Linked DNA regions of Gossypium hirsutum: region 1 is linked to region 2. The links are chromatin contacts, called in public Hi-C maps. All regions are on one chromosome and are shown on one strand. The core of a region is the stretch at or near the end of the contact, and the rest is flanking DNA. Distances in the headings are between cores, read along the strand shown.

What was found. Hi-C and Micro-C count contacts between places; a contact is called where the count stands out from the background.
Region 1: a Hi-C map of leaf shows a contact between it and region 2, with 2.4 times the contacts expected there. The contact joins the promoter of LOC107947066 here to the promoter of LOC107949022 in region 2. A contact is called at or near these places in 2 of 34 Hi-C or Micro-C datasets (both in leaf).

Annotation. Positions count from the first base shown.
Region 1 is chrA12:105,243,312-105,247,043 of Gossypium_hirsutum_v2.1, reverse strand. LOC107947066 (reticulon-like protein B3) reads right to left here and starts at 2,455. Exons shown (of 5, transcript XM_016881614.2): 1 at 2,006-2,455; 2 at 1,138-1,318; 3 at 905-1,046; 4 at 635-704; 5 at 99-547. The coding sequence starts at 2,195. The coding sequence ends at 378.
Region 2 is chrA12:105,089,393-105,093,428 of Gossypium_hirsutum_v2.1, reverse strand. LOC107949022 (mitogen-activated protein kinase homolog MMK2-like) reads left to right here and starts at 2,642. Exons shown (of 6, transcript NM_001398889.1): 1 at 2,642-3,010; 2 at 3,965-4,036. The coding sequence starts at 2,832.

The DNA of each region.
Region 1 (3,732 bases), core at 1,206-3,705, 150 kb before region 2:
AACCTTCTAATGAAACTATGGAACAGAAGTTTTAAGAACTATTAGAAGTCACAATCACAAGGCAAACTCGATCATTCTGAAAAGATACACAACGCAAGTTGAAAAACTTTCAACTCAATGTATTCCAACCAACATGCAATATGAAAACATATCGTCACATAGCATATGGATCCATATCAAAAAACAACTAAACAAGATTTAGAAAAAAAGATGCCAAATTCATCAAACTTTTTGAACCCATTGTGTACTAAAACCGGAAAAAGATTAAAACAGGGTTCTAACTGATACAGGATATATAGTAAATAACACATTTTCACGGAAGGCAGCTACCAAATGTATGTCAGAAACCTAGCAAAAGCACATCTTGGCCGGTAAATCTAATCCTTCTTTTTCTCCTTTAATGGTCCCCTTGGAATCTTACTTAGAACCTTTGCATCAAACACTGCATACTGCTTCTTAATCTCATGCATTGCTTTCTCAGCAAATGGGTCCACCTTGTCCTCGTATTTCTCGTATAGCACGGGTACCGTGTGAAGAAGTACGAAGACTATTGCAAAACCATTAAAACAAAATCAGGAAACCAACATGTATATAGGGGGAAAAAAGACAAAGCAAATGAAGGAAACTTCAATACCTATGTAAAACAGTGTTAAGAAGTTGCACCAACTTCCGACAATAGACAAGACCCATAAGCCGGCGATCACCTAAACAATCAGAGTCCGGTTCCAATATGATTGTCAAATGCATGATAGCATAGCTCAAAAAAAGTCTTCATATGAATAAAATGATCAGAACAAAGCAAACTAAGTAACTATTGTATCACTATCTTAATTGCAAATCAGATGAATAATCTGCAAGTGATCAAACAGAAAAGATAACTACTCGGTACAAGTAAACCACATACAGATAGGAACTTCTTGAGTTCTCTTCCTGATGCAATATCCCGTAGGACAGCAAAAGCCCGGTTGATCTCAAACCGAAGTGCCTGAGCAAACTCCATAACTGGGTCCTTAGGAATTTGAACTTCAGGGATGCGTGGTGGAGACCTAATCAAAAGTAACATTACTGTGAGTAAAAAGGACTGGATCCAAAGTTAACCCAACAGCCGAGAGCAAACAACAAAATTCAACCACTTACTTGTTAATGAAGGTAGCAGCATTTGACCACAAGAACAGTACTGCAAGAGCAAGTATCAACAAATGACACACTAGTGTGAGAAGGTGGTATTCGAGCATTTCAAACAAAATCCATATCACAGTTGCGACACCGAGCGCTCCTGCCGATATCTTTTTGTTCCTCCAAAGGAAAATGTCAGCCGCTGTTACACATACATACGCATCATTAACAAATTACACTAAAAAGGTAAGAAGAACTGATGATAACTTAAAAATATCAAAATATTATCATAGGGGAAGGCTATTGATAATGAATACTACTATGTTCTCAAACTTTTAACATAATCCCAGAATTTTTTTTCGCTGTTATAAATCAAAAGAGTAAACTTTACTAGAACCAATTGCATCAATTCAGTCGAAGATCTAGAAATACCCTAATTTTTATTTCAATGCCAAAACAAGCAATTAACAGATCAAACCAAAATTAAGCTCAAACAACATCAATTCATCAAAATTGAAAGCTCCGGTATTATATTAGAAAAAAAAAAGAGTGAAGAACGACGCATTCCCAAATCCCAACCGCACTTGCATCAATAATGTTAATTCACCAACACGGTGATCTGTGTATTGGCCTTAACAGACACTGGTGTTCACTAAAGGGCTGATGCTTAAGGGAAACGATTCTAACTTCATAAACAAGGTTCATACTTTATATGCTTTTTTTTCCCTCTAAACAAAAGAGCGATGCCGAGCTCTAGCTCACGCTTTGGAGAGCGGGTAAGCGCTTCATGGCAGAGTCCTAGCAGATCTTTTGTACCATCAATATATAGATGAAACTAGCATCAACAAAACAATTTTCTTGAAAAAAATGAAGGGTTATTGTTACATACGTTTGCCTCCACCGAGAACGTGGTGAACGGGCTTTTCTCTTCCAAAAAGACGGAAGACCTTGGCCTTGATCGATGATTCCGATGGCTTGTCATTATCGGAATCCGATGACGACGAATCATGACCTTGGATCTTCTCGGCTATCCTTTCCATCAACGATTCCTCGTGCTTCTTCTCTTCGTGCTCAGCCATTTTTGAAAAAAGTGTTGAAGATCCGACGAAAAAAAAAAGAGAAAACCCCGAAAAAGACTCGAGAAATGAAAGATTTTTGTAGCGCTCTTTCGTAAGATAGAGACCTTTTTTGCGGCTAAATAGAGAGCGTACACGTTCGATTTAATCCGGACCACTAAATGGAAGGTTTTGATCCGGACCGTTTATAGGTTTGGAACCCGAACGTGGAGGTTCGGAAGAAACCGAAGCGAAGTGGAGCAGGTGAAAAAATGATAATAAAATGAATGAGGAATTTACGTTTTAATATGTTTTTATAGGTTCGAGGATTAACGGCCGTTTAATGTTGACGGAGACCTTCGAGAATGACGCAACCAAACTGTTATTATTATGACACGTGGAGTTTCGTCAGTCTTGTTGATTTGTAATGATAGGTAAGTAAGTCATATTAATATTGTGGGTTTGCATGGGCAGCTAAGAAAAATCCTTAATTGTTAAGCAAAATGGTGAGAACTTTTTATTATTTTAATCCATAATCTTTGAAATTTTTCAAAATTCTTTTATATCAATATTTATGTTTTTATGATTAAAATTTAAATATTTTTAAATTATTTATTTATATTTAAATTAAAAAATAAATTTAAAATTTAAAAATTTATTCAAACTCAACTCAATTTAAATTAAAATTTCAAACTAAGTATCAGTGTGAACATATATGGCATGCATTACATTGTATTTCTTAAAAGAAAATATTAATTGGTTTTAGTTTTTCGTTTGAGGTAGGCTGGAAAATGTTATTATATGTTTTTTTATAATTGAAATTTGGTGTGATGTGCCTTCCACCAAAAATAAATAGAACGATATCTAGATGTTTCAACAAAATATTATTAATGAAATTGACCTATAAAAATGCAGACTATTAATAGTACCTAATATAAGCTTGTTGGTATGGGTTTAAAGTTTGATGTTTTGTTTTTGGTTGGATTAGTATTTAATAATTTTAAATAATAGTAGTAGCACATAAAAGAAAAAGAGAAGCATAGACGATATGGGATGGGATCGGTTAAGTGGAGTGAGAATTAATCGAAGTATTAGATTGAGGAAAGACATTAAATCGATTGATTTGGAAATTTATATAAGTCAAGCACAAAATCGATTGAATCGAGTTTTTAATATATTTTTTTTATTTTTATAAATTTTTTAATGTATTTAATCGAACCAAATGAGTTGGTGAATAGATGGTTTGATCAGTAAGACTACATATTTAATTTTAAAAACTTTAGTTTAGATGATTTATGAAATATAAGTAAAAAAATGTTATTTTTATTTAATTTAGAATTAATTGTAACTTTTTTTATCGATTATTTATATTTTCTTAATTTTTTAAAAGTAGAAAAAATTTTGAAACTTTATCAAATAATGTTTAAAAGTCATAAAAAAAACCCATTTTGTAAAATAAGTAAAAAAAAAACTTAAAACACAAAATTAGCATAAAAAACCAAGAATCAAACCGATTATAAATGATCCAAAAAATTTTAAAAATTCAATAGAACTTAAACTC
Region 2 (4,036 bases), core at 1,393-3,892:
AACACGAAACCAAACATCCTAAGCAAATTCACAATCCCGTAAAACATGCAGAATCGTTTGTACCTCCCTACAACAAATCGGACAACGAGGATCCCAAGTAATGTTTCTTTTTACAAGCTCTTCATTAGTCAAAAGTTTCCCTTTTAAAACCAGCTAAGAAATTGTTTGACTCGCTGAGGACTCTTATGCATCCAAATGACCCTTCACCACGAGTTACAAACAAGCGATCGATAGTTATCTTAGATAATAATAAGCCCTGAAGCTGACCAACGCCACCCATAAATGTTTGATATAATATTAAAAGAGGGAGATCGTATATTTAGAATACAAGACACCATTTCACCATCTAAGTACCTTGTTAAGTTCAAAAAAAATCCCGAAACAGTCACATGTCTTTAATAAAAAAGATTCGGATCCAACTCAAACGAATCACAGTTGTGTAAATGTAATGAATTAATCCCTAAAATCCAATGTCAAAGTTGCAATTTACTTCTTGACTTTGTGAATTAATCGGAATGTTCCTTTATTTTGATTCAACTTTTTTTTTTTTGGTGTGAAGTATTTTGATTCAAGGCAAAAGATGGTAGAAAAAAATGTTTTGTGATAGAATATTCAAGGGCAAGTAATACGATGGACATGTGAAAAAATAAATAATGTAAATTAATTTTACTGTGTTGAAATAACCAGAAAAGACCGAAATACTAATTTCTTTTTTACACGAATCATTCCGACAGATGAGTAATTTGCAAGTAAAACTACTAATTTTAATCTCCGGTCGATCCACTGGTCATTTAAAACTTCAATGCAAATATTATGATTACTCAAAAGTAACTTTTCACTGTTCTTTAGTTGAAAATAATGAAAAAGAAAGATAAAAAAATAATAGGGGAATTGATTATGAACCGTCAACATCTTGCATCTGCACTTCAAATGAAAATTATGTTCGTTACCCGTTACCGTTACCGTTACAAAAGCGCGATAACTGTCAACTCACTCATTTCTATGATATTATTATTTTTTTCCCAAGGAAAGAGCCTTTAGCGGCTTAAATTAAGTTGTCTTGTCGGTTTTTGGTAAATCACCACTCCAGGACTTGACAAAAATACACCATGGTCGGTTTGGAAATCTGATTTTTCTGATGGAATCTTAAAAATATGTCCAAAATTTATCCTGCGTCGTGCTTATCATTTCTTTATTGTAAATTATATTTGTATAAACTCTAATATCTTGAATTTTTTTTTGGGGGGTACTCTAGTAGCTTGGTCTCTGATGGATCTGCAGGAGGGTTAACTAGGCATAGGAGTTTGCACTTCCAAACCCTCACCGATCTCAAACCAATAAAGGGTCCAAAGGAAATACTGCATGGAATTGGCTCGTGCTTTTTATGCTTGGCTGACAACTTTAGTAGTGGTAGTTGGGTGCGAGTTTGGTAGTAGGGTTAAATTAAAAACAAAAGTTGGAAAATCTGTATTGAAGTATTAAGATGGTTTATGGAATATAAGTTTAAAAATTGTGATTATTCTAAATTAAATTAAAATTTTTATAGTAAATTTTTATTTTTTTATTATATAAAAATAAAAAATTATATTTAAAATAGTGAAAATAATTTAAAAATTCTTAAAAAGTTATATTTCAGAATTCAAAAATTTTATTTTGTTAAAATAAGTTTAAAAATTTAAAACTCAATCCAACTTATGAACCTAGTTAGTAGAATTGTAACTGTCAGTGCTTACCTGTTGTATGGCTTATGTGGTGAAAAGCTATAGCATGAAGCTTGGCTGGCTGCCGGTTATCATTAATAGGTGTGCATTGGACCCTTTGGACTGTGTGAGCCTTAAGTTTCATCCGTTAATTATGGACGCGCCTAACAAATCTCATTCTCTTCAATGTTATTTCTATATTCAACTACTTTAATTTACAATAAATTTAGGTCCAAATATATTAATATACCAGTAAAATTATCTTTCCAAACCTTTTTGTTTATTACCGTATGTACTCAAGGAAGCATTAAGTTGATTTATTAAATAAATCCAAGTGCTGCACTTGGCAAAGCAATTTGATCAACCTTCTGATGGCGATTAGAATTTGGAGGAACCAAGAAAATCGCTTTATTGTTCAATGAATCACATTCCTAAAACTCAAAGTCACTGCGCGCCCAATAGTTCTTTTCATCATACAATATAATTCAACAACATGGGCCTTAATCCAGCACAGCTGCAAAAGGCAGGCCATGATAGTCCAATGAAGCCACACAGTATACCCAGAAATCTAGGCCTTAATCAAGTCCCATTCCAATTATGGGTTTATAGTCCAAAAAAAAGAAGTGTGATTAAAAAAGGCGCAGGTTAGTTGCCACTTGCCATCATGTACTGTGCTGCCTCCCAAGCAAAAAGGGGGCAGGGGTTAAGACAGCAAGCGTCCCGTGATCAGCACAACCACCATATCCAGAAAGCAGTTGGCTAAACAAATACTTGGCACCCATCTACTCATATCTCACTTGGGTGATGTTAAAAGAAACCACATGTTAAGCTGCGTGAAGGACTAATTTTATTTTTAATTAAAAAAAAATCTTAAGAAAACTACAAAAGTCTCCTTACATTTCACGGATTTTCGAACCATAAAACTTTTGATCATATCAAAGCCAAAAGAAAAAAAAAAAAACACTCTCTTCCAAAAAGTTTCGCAAAGAAAAGAAAAGAAAATTATACAAAGCAAAATTGCCAAGAATGAATCTCCAGATATAGCGCTGAAAGGAAACAAACCCAGTCTGAGTTCTTTGTTTAAAGATTTATATACATATTTTGAGCTGGTTAGCAGGTGAAGCAGAAAAAATGAAAAAGGAAATGGGGAGTACAAAACATTCAAGCTCGGAGGGAAGCAGTATCAAAGGAGTGCCGACACACGGAGGAAAATATGTTCATTACAACGTGTATGGTAACTTGTTTGAGGTGTCCAGTAAGTACGTACCTCCTATTCGTCCTATCGGTCGTGGTGCTAATGGCATTGTTTGGTAAGTTTTCTTTTTCATGTTTAACTCAAACTCACAAATTAAATAATTTGATTAGATCTAGGCCATCAAAGTTTTTTTAAGATAAGTTTGTCCCTGATGATTGTGATCTTTTACGTGGTGGGTTGATATTATCATATGTATCCTAGTCAAGTGAACATTTTCTTCGTAATTTGTTGAATTTAATTGAGTGATAATAGAATTTTTGCCCTTTATGTTTATGATTATGATTAGGGGGCTTCCTTTTTTATTGTTTGTTTCTTAATATTTTCAGTTTATGGATAAATAGGTAGCATATAAATAAATCATTCACTATTTCTCTTATTGTTAGGTGTATGTTAGATGTAACTTATAGGTTTTTCAAAAACATATGTGCCCAAGTTTGATATTTGCTTAGAAAAAGTTAAAAAAAAAAAAATTCTTCAATTTTCCATTCAATTATTGACGATATTTTTTTCCTTAAATTTTCTGTCAATACCTGCATATAATCGTACCAACTTAAAAAACAAATTACTATGAAGCAGTAAGCATATATGTGACAGAAAGTAGTAATTGAAAAAACTAATAGAATTTCAAATTTCCCCTAAAATTTTGAGAAATTAAAACTTTTAACTTTTTAAGATGGATTAAATCTGTAAACTTTGCTAAAATACAGGGAGTGACAGCATAGTTATAACCAAAAGAGAACTTTTTTTAAGTATATGGATTAAAAAACTCAAACTTTGCTAAAATACAGGGAGCAACAGCATATTTTGACCAAAAAGATTTCGTGATATTCTAAAAATGAAATAGAAGCACTGCTTATGCCTGTAGTAAAGTTCTCAAAAAACGTCCTTCCTCACATCTCATGTCGCTTGACATTTCTTTTTTATTTAAATACCAATTGGCATTTCACATTTGGATGCATTGCTGATGTGGGACTGAATTAATTTGACCTCTTCGTTGCTCTATTTTCAGTGCTGCTGTCAATTCAGAGACGCGTCAGGAGGTTGCTATTAAGAAGATCGGTAATGCATTTGATAACATCAT